2 separate regions of the Mus musculus genome follow, and region 1 is linked to region 2. The links are chromatin contacts, called in public promoter capture Hi-C maps. All regions are on one chromosome and are shown on one strand. The core of a region is the stretch at or near the end of the contact, and the rest is flanking DNA. Distances in the headings are between cores, read along the strand shown. Region 1 holds the start of Nfkbil1 (nuclear factor of kappa light polypeptide gene enhancer in B cells inhibitor like 1). Region 2 holds the start of Tap1 (transporter 1, ATP-binding cassette, sub-family B (MDR/TAP)).

The links. Promoter capture Hi-C pulls out the DNA fragments that hold promoters and counts their contacts.
Region 1: a promoter capture Hi-C map of pre-B cells shows a contact between it and region 2, with 3 times the contacts expected there. The contact joins the promoter of Nfkbil1 here to the promoter of Tap1 in region 2. A contact is called at or near these places in 5 of 39 promoter capture datasets (the HPC-7 cell line, frontonasal cranial neural crest, liver and 2 more), 1 of 15 datasets of contacts at CTCF or cohesin (embryonic stem cells), 1 of 484 Hi-C or Micro-C datasets (B cells) and 1 of 9 other capture datasets (adipose tissue).

What each region holds. Positions count from the first base shown.
Region 1 is chr17:35,231,299-35,237,397 of GRCm38.p6, reverse strand. It overlaps Nfkbil1 (nuclear factor of kappa light polypeptide gene enhancer in B cells inhibitor like 1), which reads left to right and starts at 1,612. Exons shown (of 4, transcript NM_010909.5): 1 at 1,612-1,748; 2 at 2,167-2,446. The coding sequence starts at 1,692. It overlaps Atp6v1g2 (ATPase, H+ transporting, lysosomal V1 subunit G2), which reads right to left and starts at 802. Exons shown (of 3, transcript NM_023179.3): 1 at 553-802; 2 at 181-281. The coding sequence starts at 634.
Region 2 is chr17:34,186,072-34,191,995 of GRCm38.p6, reverse strand. It overlaps Tap1 (transporter 1, ATP-binding cassette, sub-family B (MDR/TAP)), which reads right to left and starts at 4,440. Exons shown (of 11, transcript NM_013683.2): 1 at 3,591-4,440; 2 at 2,704-2,818; 3 at 2,436-2,566; 4 at 1,228-1,433; 5 at 470-667. The coding sequence starts at 4,116. It overlaps Psmb9 (proteasome (prosome, macropain) subunit, beta type 9 (large multifunctional peptidase 2)), which reads left to right and starts at 4,666. Exons shown (of 6, transcript NM_013585.2): 1 at 4,666-4,746. The coding sequence starts at 4,687.

The DNA.
Region 1 (6,099 bases), core at 363-2,862, 1.0 Mb before region 2:
ATGTACCCTTTAAAACCCTCAGACCTTACAGATCCCGTCAAAGCTTTACCAATGTGTGGTCCTTGTCAGGGCCTCTTCAGCTCTCAGACACCCTAATTTCTTAGTCACCTGTATACACCTGGCAAGAGGCACCCACCGATTTGCACCTGGGTGGGGCCATCCCTGTCCCCCTCAACTCACCGCCTGCTGCTTGCTCTGAAACTCCTGTTCCCGCTCCCTGCGGTATTGCTCCACCTCCATTTGAGCCTCCTCCTTCGCCTGCTTCAGTCGCCGGGCCTTCCCTAGAGGCAGAAGGACAGTGAGTGTACACACACACACACACACAACCAGGTGCGTTAGTGGGATCAGTGCCCTCTAGAAAGTTATCCAGTTTCCTGTCAACCAACCAAATGCTAGACTGTAAAACCCACCCGTTTCTTCTACCCTAATAGCCTCAGTCCCCCATCTGTCCTCATTGTCCTTGGGCTTTTTTTTCCTAAGGACTCAAATGCCCGCTATCCCCTATTCCTAAATTCTCCTTCCATATTCCTAAGAGAGGAAAGGGGGGCTCACTCTTCCTGGCATCGGCCACCTTCTCCGCTGCCCGCTTCTCAGCCTGGAGGAGCTGCTGGATACCCTGGGTCTGACTGGCCATTTTTATCACTAGAGAGGATGCTGTTCCGAAGGCGACCGAGGTACCAGACGGCTCCCACCCTCCAGCGCCTACTCCTCCGGGCCCTTGATGCGGTCCTCCACTCCCACTGGGTCTTAGCGCTCCCGTTTTCACTCAGTCTCCTGCACCGGGTGGGTGTCTGTCATCCTCACACTGATGACTGGTCCTCCTCTCGAACCTCACTGAGGTAGTACCCGAAACGGCCGCCCGAGGGCAGCAGAGACCAGCCCTGTGCTGACTACTGCAGCAGGTGCAGGGCCTCTCCGTGTCACCAGGGTCCACAGAGATGGGTCTGGGGGAAGCGGAGGGCAGAGTGTTTGGGTGTGAGGAGATCTTGGTTGGTGGTCTCGAAGGAGACACAAAGGCGATGAGAATGGTGTGGGAAGGTAAGGATGCGCTTGGACACAGTACGCTGGGTTTCACTTACACTCCCAACTGTGTCTCCACGCCTCCCTCCGCCCTTACCCCCTCTTTTCAGCCTCCATCTTCTCTTCAGACTTTCCCCCCAAATCTGAACGTCTGCACACATCTCCCTGCTCTGTCCTACGTTTGCCTTGTTAGTGTCTAACCATGTGTTTTTCTTTTTTGATCTACCCATATACTTGGCCTCATTGTGGTTGTGTGGTGTGTGTGTGATTATGTGTGTGTGTGTGAGATTGTGTGTGTGTGTTTCGAGACAGGGATTCTCTCTGTAGTCCTGGCTGTCGCTGCAGCTCGCCCTATAGACCAGGCCTGCCTCTGCCTCTGCCTCCCTTCGAAAGCTCGCCTCTCATCTTCCGCTTGCAGGAGGACCCTATGTCGCAAATTGTCTTATTTCCCCTCCGGAGACCTAATCACAAGTCACCCAGTCCGAGCGTTCGGTACGATTTCCGGGATGGAACACACAGTTCATTTCCGCCCGAAACTTGCGCGTGTGCTTGCGCCATTTCCTGCATCCTGGCGCGCCTCCTCCCTCCCCACCTCCCTTCTCCGAGCGTCTTAAGCCCAGGCCTCCGGCCTCCGTCTCTGAGGGTCCTTGGGGGGGCGGGGAGCAGGTCTGATGAGTAACCCCTCCCCCCAGGCCCCAGAGGAAGAAGCCTCTACGTCTGTCTGTCGGGTACATTATATTCCATTTCTAGATCGCTCTTTGAATTTGTGACTTTTCTCCAGATTTGTGGCTAATGAAAATTGCCCCCATCTGGCCTTACTTGATTTTTGTTGTTGTTGTTGTTGTTTCCCTCCAAAGTTCAGAATTAACTTTTTTCTTGGGCTCTGGAACCTTAAAACAACTATGTATCATTTTCTCAAAAATTACATCAAAAATTAACTCTGTGATTCCCCCCTCCCCACCAGCCCCCAACTCCAACCCCATCCCCACCCTCCGCCCCAAACTTGCCATCTGCTAAGGGATGAGAGTTTAGAATAGGCCTTATCTCTTGCTGGAGATGCAAGGGGGAGGAAATAGGAGGTAAAGGGAGAAACGGGGAAGAGCGGAGCTGGGACCTCACCGCTGCCATTTCCCACTTCTTCCTCAGCCCCAGAGTTGTTCCATGGCCTCCGCTTCCCGCCGGCACCGCCGAGAGCGACGCTTCCGGCGGTACTTGTCTGCAGGACGGCTGGTGCGAGCCCAGGCTCTCCTCCAGCGACATCCCGGGCTTGATGTGGACGCTGGGCAGCCCCCGCCTCTCCACAGGGCCTGCGCCCGCCACGATGCCCCTGCCCTGTGCCTGCTGCTGCGTCTCGGCGCTGACCCTGCCCACCAGGACCGCCATGGCGACACGGCGCTGCACGCTGCTGCCCGCCAGGGCCCTGATGGTGAGTGGGTCCGTGGGAACTGGTCTTGAGAAGCTGGCCAGATCTGAACTGAAAGAATGCGTGGGAAATAAAGGCCTGGTGTGGTGGCGCAGGTCTTTTGACTCTGGGCAAGCAGAGGCAGGAGAATCTCTCTAAGTATGTAGCCTACACAGTGAGCTCCAAGACTACAGAGAGACCCTGTATCATACAACAAAATAGTTGGGAAATAAGTTAGTTCTTTGGTCCTTGGGAACTGTTGAAGATCCCTGGTTGGGATGTGGCCATATCTCTCTAGTAACAGAAAAGCTTATCCTAACATCGCCCAATCAACTAAGGGGTGTGTGCTAGCATGGTGTGATTGTTTGTTTGTTTGAAGATTTATTTATTTTATGTATATGAGTACACACTGTAGCAGTACGGATAGTTGTGAGTCTTCATCTGGTTGTTCGGAATTGAATTTTAGGGCAACCGCACTCTCTCCTGCCCATATTTATTATTATAAATAAGTACACTGTAGCTGACTTCAGACGTGCCAGAAGTGGGCGTCAGATCTCACGACAGATGGTTGTGAGCCACCATGTGGTTGCTGGGATTTGAACTCAGGACCTTCAGAAGGGCAGTCAGTGCTCTTACCCACTGAGCCATCTCACCAGCCCGATTGTTTTTGTTTTTGAGTCAGGGTCTTACCGAGTCTCTCAGGCTGGCCTCTGCATCCCAAGTGCTGAGGTTGTAGGCATGTGTCTCCCACACCCAGCCGCATAGCTCGCAACTCTTTCTTTACATTTCCTAGCTTTCAGCTCAGTGACTACTTTGTTTCTTTGATGGTTTTTTACCTTGCAGTTGACTGCTCAGGTCAGATCCCAGCTCCACTCACCCCACCCCCACCCCCTTAATTTTGCTTCTCTCCTTGCATAATCAAAACAATGGCAACCTTGTAATAATGCCACAAACACCTTACAAAGTATCCATGCTTTGTCACATGATCAGCTGGGCCGGCCAGAGGACTTGAAACTTTTACTTGGTGTTATGCCGGAGATCTGCTGCTGTGTGTTAGGGATGGACTCATGTCCCTTGACACATACCAGGCGCCAGACCAGTTTTCTTCATTCTCACCAAAATTCTGTAACAAAAATCCTACTTAAGCTGGTGGTGCGGTCTGGAGGCGGAGGCAGTCCGGGCTCTGCAAACTCAAGGCCAGTCTGCTCTACATCCAAGCTAGCCGGAGCCACGGTAGAGAGACGTCAACAAAACATCTCCAGTCAGCATCGGTAGTGGCTCCACAGTGCAGACAGCCTCTTTCTAGTTCATTTGTGTTACTTACTGGCAGATAGCCAGCCCAGAAACAGCCTCCCCGCCTAGAAAGACAGGAAGTTCACAACACACTCCTGTAATCCCAGCCCTCGGGAACACCTCAAGGCCAGTCTGGGCAGGGCCTAAGAGTCTCAAAAAGTGAAGGAAAAAAAAGCCATCAAGCAGATCTCACCTAACCTACATGGCGGCTATGGTGTGACTAGTTTTATCCCGCTGAGGTTAACACTCAGGGGTTTCCTACCAGAACCCTGCACTCTCCTGCCCCTGCTCCCCCAGCCTCTTGACCTAGCCCCAGATGGCATACTTCTAGATCAGTTTTGCCAAATCCCACAGTTCTGGAAACAGCGTAGGTGTTGCCTTTGCAGTGACAGCAGAAGCAATTCCCTGGAGAGCAGCTTCCAGACTAGAACTGGAGGAGAGGCCCGTCTGTTAAGAGACGGACGGCCTTCTGCCCACAGATCAACAACCCTGCTCACTCACTCATCTCCAGCTTGGCCTCTCCTTGATCAAAACCAAAACCAAACCCAAAATCCTCTAACACAAATAAGATGGGCCTGCGTAGTTGATTTTCTTTAAGCTTAAAGAGAGGAAGGCTGCAGCTGCCTGGCTGAGTTTATTATGGGATACCTGAAGAGAAGAAGTCCCCAGACTCCTGAATACGTCCTGTGGAATCTTTATATACCACCAGTAGGGCTGTTCCAAGCAGAGTAGCAAGCCGGAAGCAGCCTCACTTCCAGTTTGAGGTTTTAAGAGCAAAAAAAATGCAATTGTGGCGTATACAGAAAGGCAGCTCTGGACAGCTGCAGCAAGCAAGCTTTGCTTACAGAAGCAGAGAGGTAGCGGTTAGATGGTCAGGCAGTTAACCTTCAGCTCAGAGTCACACTGTACAGGAATTTATGGCTGGACCAGAGACCAGTTTACTCTAAGAGCTTATAGCCGTTCAGTTCACCCAAGGTTGTTATAGCACTTAAAGTATTCTTAGGTATGCTTTCAGGAGATGTGTACCTAGATAGAGTTCAGCAGCCGGCTACAGTTTAAGAGGCAGCTCCTGGGTGGTAGCAGTGTGGTGCCTAGGGTTGCCGCTTACGGATCCTGAGGCCTGCACCCTTACCTCGGGAGCTTGTTCGCCTCCGAAACGGAGGTTGTAATAACACATGAGCCACGGACTGGCTGCAGCTTTGCTACGTAATGATAAGTTCCGCGGTTCAGTTAACTTGGCTGAGGATCTCCTAATGGTGGAATAGGCACCGCCACTGTCGTATAGAATTCTGAGAAACATGTGAAACATTTAACACACCGTGGCGAAAGTGAGGCCTCCCTGGGGAGTTTCGGGAACTTGTCTGCATGTCACAGTTGAGAGGTTGCAATGGTCCAAAGAGGAAACCATCCCTCCACACTTCTCCCAACCCCTGGTCTTTCAGACCGTTTTCCCGGCACCTGCCAGTTCTGCCACGAGGTGGCGCTCTAATCCCAACTTCATCTCATTCAGCGGCTGCCCGCTGCTTTGAAGATAGTTGAATGAGATTGATCCATTGAGCAGATTGAGCGATTGAACCTGCAGGAGTCTCCCCTCCACTCTCCTGTTAGGTCAGAGGGCTGCCCTAGGACACTGAAATGACTGGGGAGCGGGGGGTACCACACACAGTAGGGGGCCAGAAGAGGCTCACATTTTAGGCTTTGTGTGTGTGTGTGTGTGTGTGTGTGTGTGTGTGTGTGAATGTCATGGAAGATCAGTTTCAGCTGTCAGAGGGACCCATCAGTAAAGCATGCGTCAAACAGTGGCCACTCTGCAAAGAGCAAGCATGAGTGGACACTGGCAGGCAATATAGTTCTCTCCGTTTTTGGGGGGAGGGAAAAACAAGCTATCATTCTGATGTTAGGGTCTGGGGTTTAAGGTTTGCTTTGGTCTTCTTTAGGGTTTGGCTTGCTGGTTTGCTTGGTTTTTTGTTTTTTGGGGGGGGGCAGGTTGTTTGTTTTGTTTTTGTTTGTTTGTTTGTTTGTTTTTACATAGATTCTTTCTGTAGGCTTGTCTCTTCTGGAACTCAGTATGTAGATCAGGTTATCCACAAACTCAGAGACTGATCCGGTCCCTGAGCCTAAGTCCAGGGTTGCAGGTGTGAGCCCGCACCAAGCCTCATCCCCAGCCTTCGTTTTTCTCTCTTTAGTGGAGACACCACCATGTAGCCCTGGCAGCTCTTGACTGATATTCCTGACCAAGACGCAGGCCTGCACCTCCAGGCTTGTTTTGTGGTTATGTGACACTCACTGTGTGCTGATCCGTCAGCACGGCATAGACAGCATCCACTGCCTCCCTGATCTGCGCAGTGGAGCCAGAGACGGCCTTGTTTCAGAATGACTGGGCA
Region 2 (5,924 bases), core at 3,191-5,690:
CCCATTTTTCAAATCAGGGCAACAGCCTCAGAAAAAGGTAACATGTGCTGGATACAGAACTGGTGGGTGGCAGGAAGGATCCTGGAATCTCGGTTACAGCTTTAGTTCCAGCTGCCCCTGGCCGCTGGCCTCTGGCACTTCTCGTGGCTCCCACTAGCTTGCCCACACAGTGCCAACATGAAGCGCACACCGTGCAGGAAATGTGTGGCTTTCTGAGAAGCCAAGGAAGTGCCGGAGTTGGGAGAGTGGTATCTCCTTAACACACAGGTCAAGTGGGCTTTGTGTGCCAATGTGGAAGGCTGATTCTTAACACTACAAAACACTGAGAGAATTAAGGGCAGAGTCCTTAATTGAGTAATCAAGAGCCGAAGCCAATCACTTCCCACTGGAGGAGGAGCAGGGGGGTTGGAAAACAGCAGAATCAAGACATGTTCACACAAAGGATGGGATATCCACCTCCTGTACTCACACTCGTGGTCCAGACTTCAGCCACGTAAGCCAAGGCCTCCTTCTTGTTTAGAGTCTTCATTTCTTCCAACTTCTGCCTGAACTTCTGGGCCTCACCCTCCTCGTTGGCAAAGCTCCGCACAGTAGGCATCGCCGATAAGGCCTCAAGGGCCACCTGCGTGGACTTTGCTAGAGACTCCTGCACCTTCACTGCCAGTGACTATGGAAGACAAGGACCAGAGACATCACACGGGGTGCAAATGAGAGAGAATATGGACACCTAGGTTAGCTGCGTGGAGATTATAGAGTCAAGAGTCAGAGGGACAGAGGGAAGAGAAAGGTCTACAGCCATACTTCTAGGTAGAAGGGGCGTGGAGGAAATGAATCCAGTTTTTGTAAGATTTATTTTATCGTGTATGTGTGTGCATCATGTGTATAGATCTCCATGGAGACCAGAAGAGGGAGTCAGATCCCCTGAAGCTGGAACTACAGACCACAGAGAACTAACTGCTTAGTGTGCACTGGGAATCAAACTCAGGTCCTCTGAGGAACAGTCAGCACTCTTAACCCCGAGCCGTCTCTCCAGCCTGAGAGCCTATTCTTTAAGGACAGATTGTGGCCAGAAGTTAGACAAGAAGGCAGAGTACAGAGATGCAGGTGCAGGGCAGTGCGGGGTCAGAGGTCACAGGTCAGAGGTTCAGGATGATGGAGGACTGGAAAGCCACACTGAAAGCAGTCTAGGAGAAACTAAATGTAGGAGCTGAGGATCTGGGGACGTACCTGATGCACTTTTCCCAGCTTCTTAGGCAAAAGAAAAAGCAGGGGCAGGTTGATCAGGGTGACCAGAGTGAGGTACGGTGACCCCCAAAACATGAACACCAAGAGACACAGGGCTCGCCCCAGGTACCACAGCAGCAGGCTCAGCGTGCCACTAATGGACTCGCACACGTTGGCTGTGTCCTCAGTCACCCGAGATGTGATGGAACCTGCCCAGATTGAGAAGAGAGACAGTGAGCAAGCGGTTCACAGAGACAAGAGGAGCTGACAGTGGGGGCCAGGGTGGGCCCGTCAGCACAGCATCCTGAGGCGGGTAACGGGTAGGAGACTGGGGAGGCGCAGGAACTTCAATGCAGGGGGAAAAGAAAGGAAAGATCTGGTTAGGCCTGTGCTTGCCAGTAAAGGAGTTGTCGCTGGGTGTGGTGGCACACACCTTTAATCCCAACAGACTGGGGGCAAAGGCAGCAAAGGCCACTCTGGGCTACCTAGTGAATTCTAGGCCAGCCAAGGCTACACAGTGATGCCCTGTAATGTGAAGTGAACTTCCAGTTCCCTGAAAGCTTTCAGCTCTTCAGTTACTTTAACTCCTGTCTGTTGCCTGCCGCTGGCCCTCCCTCCAGTAGCCGTGGAGAGAAGGGAGGAAGCAACCAGAGAGGCAGGCCCAGGGTCCTTTAGGAAATGGAGACCCTCGGGTCTAACCTCGGTGCATCTGCCTAGGTAGGTTTCAGCGTCTAGTGTCTAGGATTCAGTTTCCTCCATTTAAAATGAGGCCGTTGGAGTTGAGGGTCTCTGGCTTTCCAGGGCTGTAAGTCTGCTGCTTCATATGGGGAACAATGAATGCAAATACAGTTTTCCTTAGGGTAAAAAAGACAATGTTTTGCTACATTTGAGATATACCATGAATAAGGCTTGGGGGTCACTCAGTTGTTAGAGCTTTTCCCTAACATACAGGAAGTCTTGGATATAGAGAAAGGATCTCATGTAGCCTAGGGTAGCCTCAGATTGACTATGTAGCTGAAAGACTTTGAACTTTGACCTCTAGGTCCTGCCTCCATCCCCCAAGTGTTGGAATTACCACACCCCATCCATATGGTTCTGAGGATCCAGCCTGGGCATGTGTGTGTGGACATGTTTGGGGGGGGGGGGCAGTCGAGAGCGTGTGTGGCGGTATAGAGATTATAGCATACAAGTGAAAAGGTTTCATGAGAGACCTGCTGGGTTCTTCAGGAAAAACCCTGTCTCCTGGCGAAGGACGGCCCGAAACACCTCTCTGTGCACACGGCCGTGCATGTGTCCCATGGTGATGTTGTAGATTCCATCACTTGCAAACTCCAGCGCTGTGCTAGAGTCAGAGACACGGGAGGATCAGTTGTCTCCTTCCTGAGACAGAGTCCCAGATCCCCACAGAAGTGTAACTTAAATGACAGTCCCAACAGCCAGTCCCCTCTGCTCTGGGACCCCCATTCCCATCCTCCACACCTGGCTATGGTGAGAATGGACATGAGCCATATGTTGCGGGTGAAGCTAGGAACTGTCTTATCCTGAAGAATCCAGTCAGTGATGCGGCCCGTGAAGAAGGGAATGGCCATTTCCCCTGGGGAGAGAGGAGAGACACCTCAGTCACAAACATTATGAGCAAACTACCCGCAACTTCTGCCCCTCTCCCTTCACCACTATCCAGGAAGCTGAGCTCCCAGACCCAAGCCTGTTCACAGACCCAAGCCTGCTCGGCTACATCAAACTTCTCAAGGGCTACTTGAGGGCGGTTAGCAGACCTTGGGGGCACAGGCTGTTAATCCCAGCACTCCAAGTAGAAGCGAGCAGATCTCTCTGGGTTTGAGACCAACCTGGGCTACATAATGAATTCCAGAAGAGCCAAAGCTACAAAGAAAGACCCTATCTCAAAAAGGAAAGAATAGAAAAGAGGGGAAGGGGGAGGGGAGGGGAGGGGAGGGGAGGGGAGGGGAGGGGAGGGGAGGGGAGGGGAGGGGAGGGGAGGGGAGGGGAGGGGAGGGGAGGGCAGGGGAGGGGAGAGGAGAGGAGAGGAGAGGAGAGGAGAGGAGAGGAGAGGAGAGGAGAGGAGAGGAGAGGAGAGGAGAGGAGAGGAGAGAGAAGAGGAGAGGAGAAGATGGCGGTGTGGAAAGAAACCTTCACATTTGGGCTATGATGTGAAGTTCTGCTCCCAGAAGACCCTGTCCCCAACGCCCTTGTCTGGACCCCTTCTCGGGCCTGGGTCCTTCTCTTTCCGCCTAAGTTGCCTCCTTAGTGTCTCTGACGCTTCCCGGGACTACTTTACTCTCCCTTTCTGCCTGGAATGCCCATTGCCCTGTCCCCTGTGGCCTGCTCTTTCACCCAGTCTCCCTTACCAAGGCAAGAGAGAATCAAGAGAACCAGAACCAGGTAGAGACGTCTCTTCTTAGGGCCCAGGAAGCCCAGCATCCGACACAGCATGTCTCCAGCGTCCCTGTTGCCGCTGGGCGCCCAGAGGCTCCCCAACTTGTGCCACAGGGCGGCTGCGGGCAATGCTGCCACATAACTGATAGCGAAGGCATCTGGACGACTGTTCCAGTACAGTAATCCAGCGCTGTCACCCTCCCGGAGTGTTCCCCAGGCGGCCAGCTCTCGGAACAAGGCAAGTCCAGGCAGGGCCAAACTCAGTGCGGCCACCAGCGGCTGCAAAGCAGCCAGCCAGCCATGGGCTCCTGCGGTGACCCCGAGGACCCCGCGGACCCCTAGTCCTAGGATGGCCCAGCGACTCAGGCCCACCACCCAGACCCGGAGCAGCGGCACCTCGGGAACCAACAGGGAGAAGATTCCCGGGAGCATGGGCCGCAGCAGCAGCCAGTCCACCAGAAGGAGCAGGGCGGCCGCCAGCCAGACGTGCGCAGCCATCGAGCGTGAGCTGTCCAGAGTCTGGTCCTAGCCTGGGACTCTCGACGTCCGCGCTGCACAGGAGTCTCCGTGGGGAAGGAAGAAGGGCGGGTCCGAGGGCGTGCGCGTAAAGTCCCGGGAACCCGCTCGAGCTGGTGGAGCTGACTAGAAGTGCTGGCGTTTAGAGGAAGAAGAAACCGAAAGCCGACCTCGAATCACTAGACACGCCTCCTTCTGAGACTGGCTTGCTCAGGCTGTTCTGGAAGCTGCCGCTGAAGCTGTAGTTGGAGTTCTGCCTAGCAGCCCTGGCCTGTCGTGTTCTTCTCCATGAATCTCATTCTCCTCTTCTTCCCCAGCCCCCTTAACTTGCTTGCGTGAATTTTCCCATCCCAGGCCCCACCCCAGATTGAGGGCAGGACCCTCTGTCGTCACCTGTCTCTGGGCAGATTTGCCCTGCTCAGGTTTGCTCTGGGCGCCAAATGCTGGTAGAACGGCACGCCCCTTGCGCGATGATGGGGCGGGGCCTCAGTCTGCAAGTTGCCTGCACCGCGCGCAGCCGCTGATTGGAAAGCCGAGCCCCGCTCTGCTGAGATGCTGCGGGCAGGAGCACCTACCGCCGGCTCGTTCCGGACGGAAGAAGTCCACACCGGGGTAATGGGTCTCGGGGTGAGAGTCAGCGGGTGGAGTGATCAGGGACCCCTAAAGCTCTGGAAGTAAACCAAGAGACTTAGGAAGCTTGTAGCGCCCAGCGCTTGCGCTCCACAGTGAACGTAGGGTATCCCTGCTCAGAAGTGTGGTGTCCAGGGGTCTGTGGAGGGATCCGCATGCGAAGCTGGTGAGAAGGTGCGTTCTTTGGCTTGAGCTGGAAGCGTCTAAGGGAAGTTGCTCCAAAGCGCTTTCGCTTTCACTCTAGACTGCGCAGTTGGGGTTACTGGCTAAATCAAGTGAGGGGCTTGGGGACCCCTGCAAAAGAGGTGCTGAGGTGTCCTGGATGAAGCACCTGAGAGAAGGTAATATGGAGGCTCACTGAAAAGGACCTACCTACACATCATACAGATCTTTGCTTAACCTAGCCCCAGACAGCCCCCACCCTGAGTGAGGACAAGCTCTCTGGCGCCAGGATTGAGGGGGAGATGGGGATGATCGGTGGTCCTCCTTGTTCCAGGTGCTGCCCTGCAGCACACTCCACCCCACCCTGTCCCAACACCGTCATTCCCATGCTTGCCTGAGAACTTTGCCCAGACCTAGGAGCTGGGAAGATGGCAGCTGGTTTCTGCTCTCTAAAAGCCACCAACCACAGTGTTAACATGGTGTGGAGGAACAAAGTGGACATTTCTGGCCTTTTACTTGTGCTCAGAAAGCACACTCGCGGGCAGGGTCCCCGGAGATCAGAACGACATGGAGTGGACAGAAAGGTTGGAAAAAGTCTCCCTCGCTGCCACGGAGCTGTGGGACTTAGAAATCAAATCAATCAAGGGTTCAGAGTGAGACCTGAGTCAACTTGGGAAGCTCATTCGTCTCCATAAGTCAGTTTTCTCAGTGCACCCAAGGGTCTCCTAAGGTGCCTTTTAACCTAGAAGGTGTGGGGGAAGTAGATGTGTCTACCCTCCTTCACTTATCCGTAATTCTTTCCTTGACCTGGAAAAACTCTGCTATCCAGAAGTCCTTTCCCCTGGCTGCAGAGACTTCGCTTAAGTGAAATTTGTGCCCTACCTGAAGGATCCTTGCTGCTTCTGTGTCTCGACTCCTGGCCATGTTAACCCCCGGCCTCTCTGTGTCCCTTGTTCAGTAACACTAAGGCTCCCCTTCTGATAAAGTAAGGTTGCAGG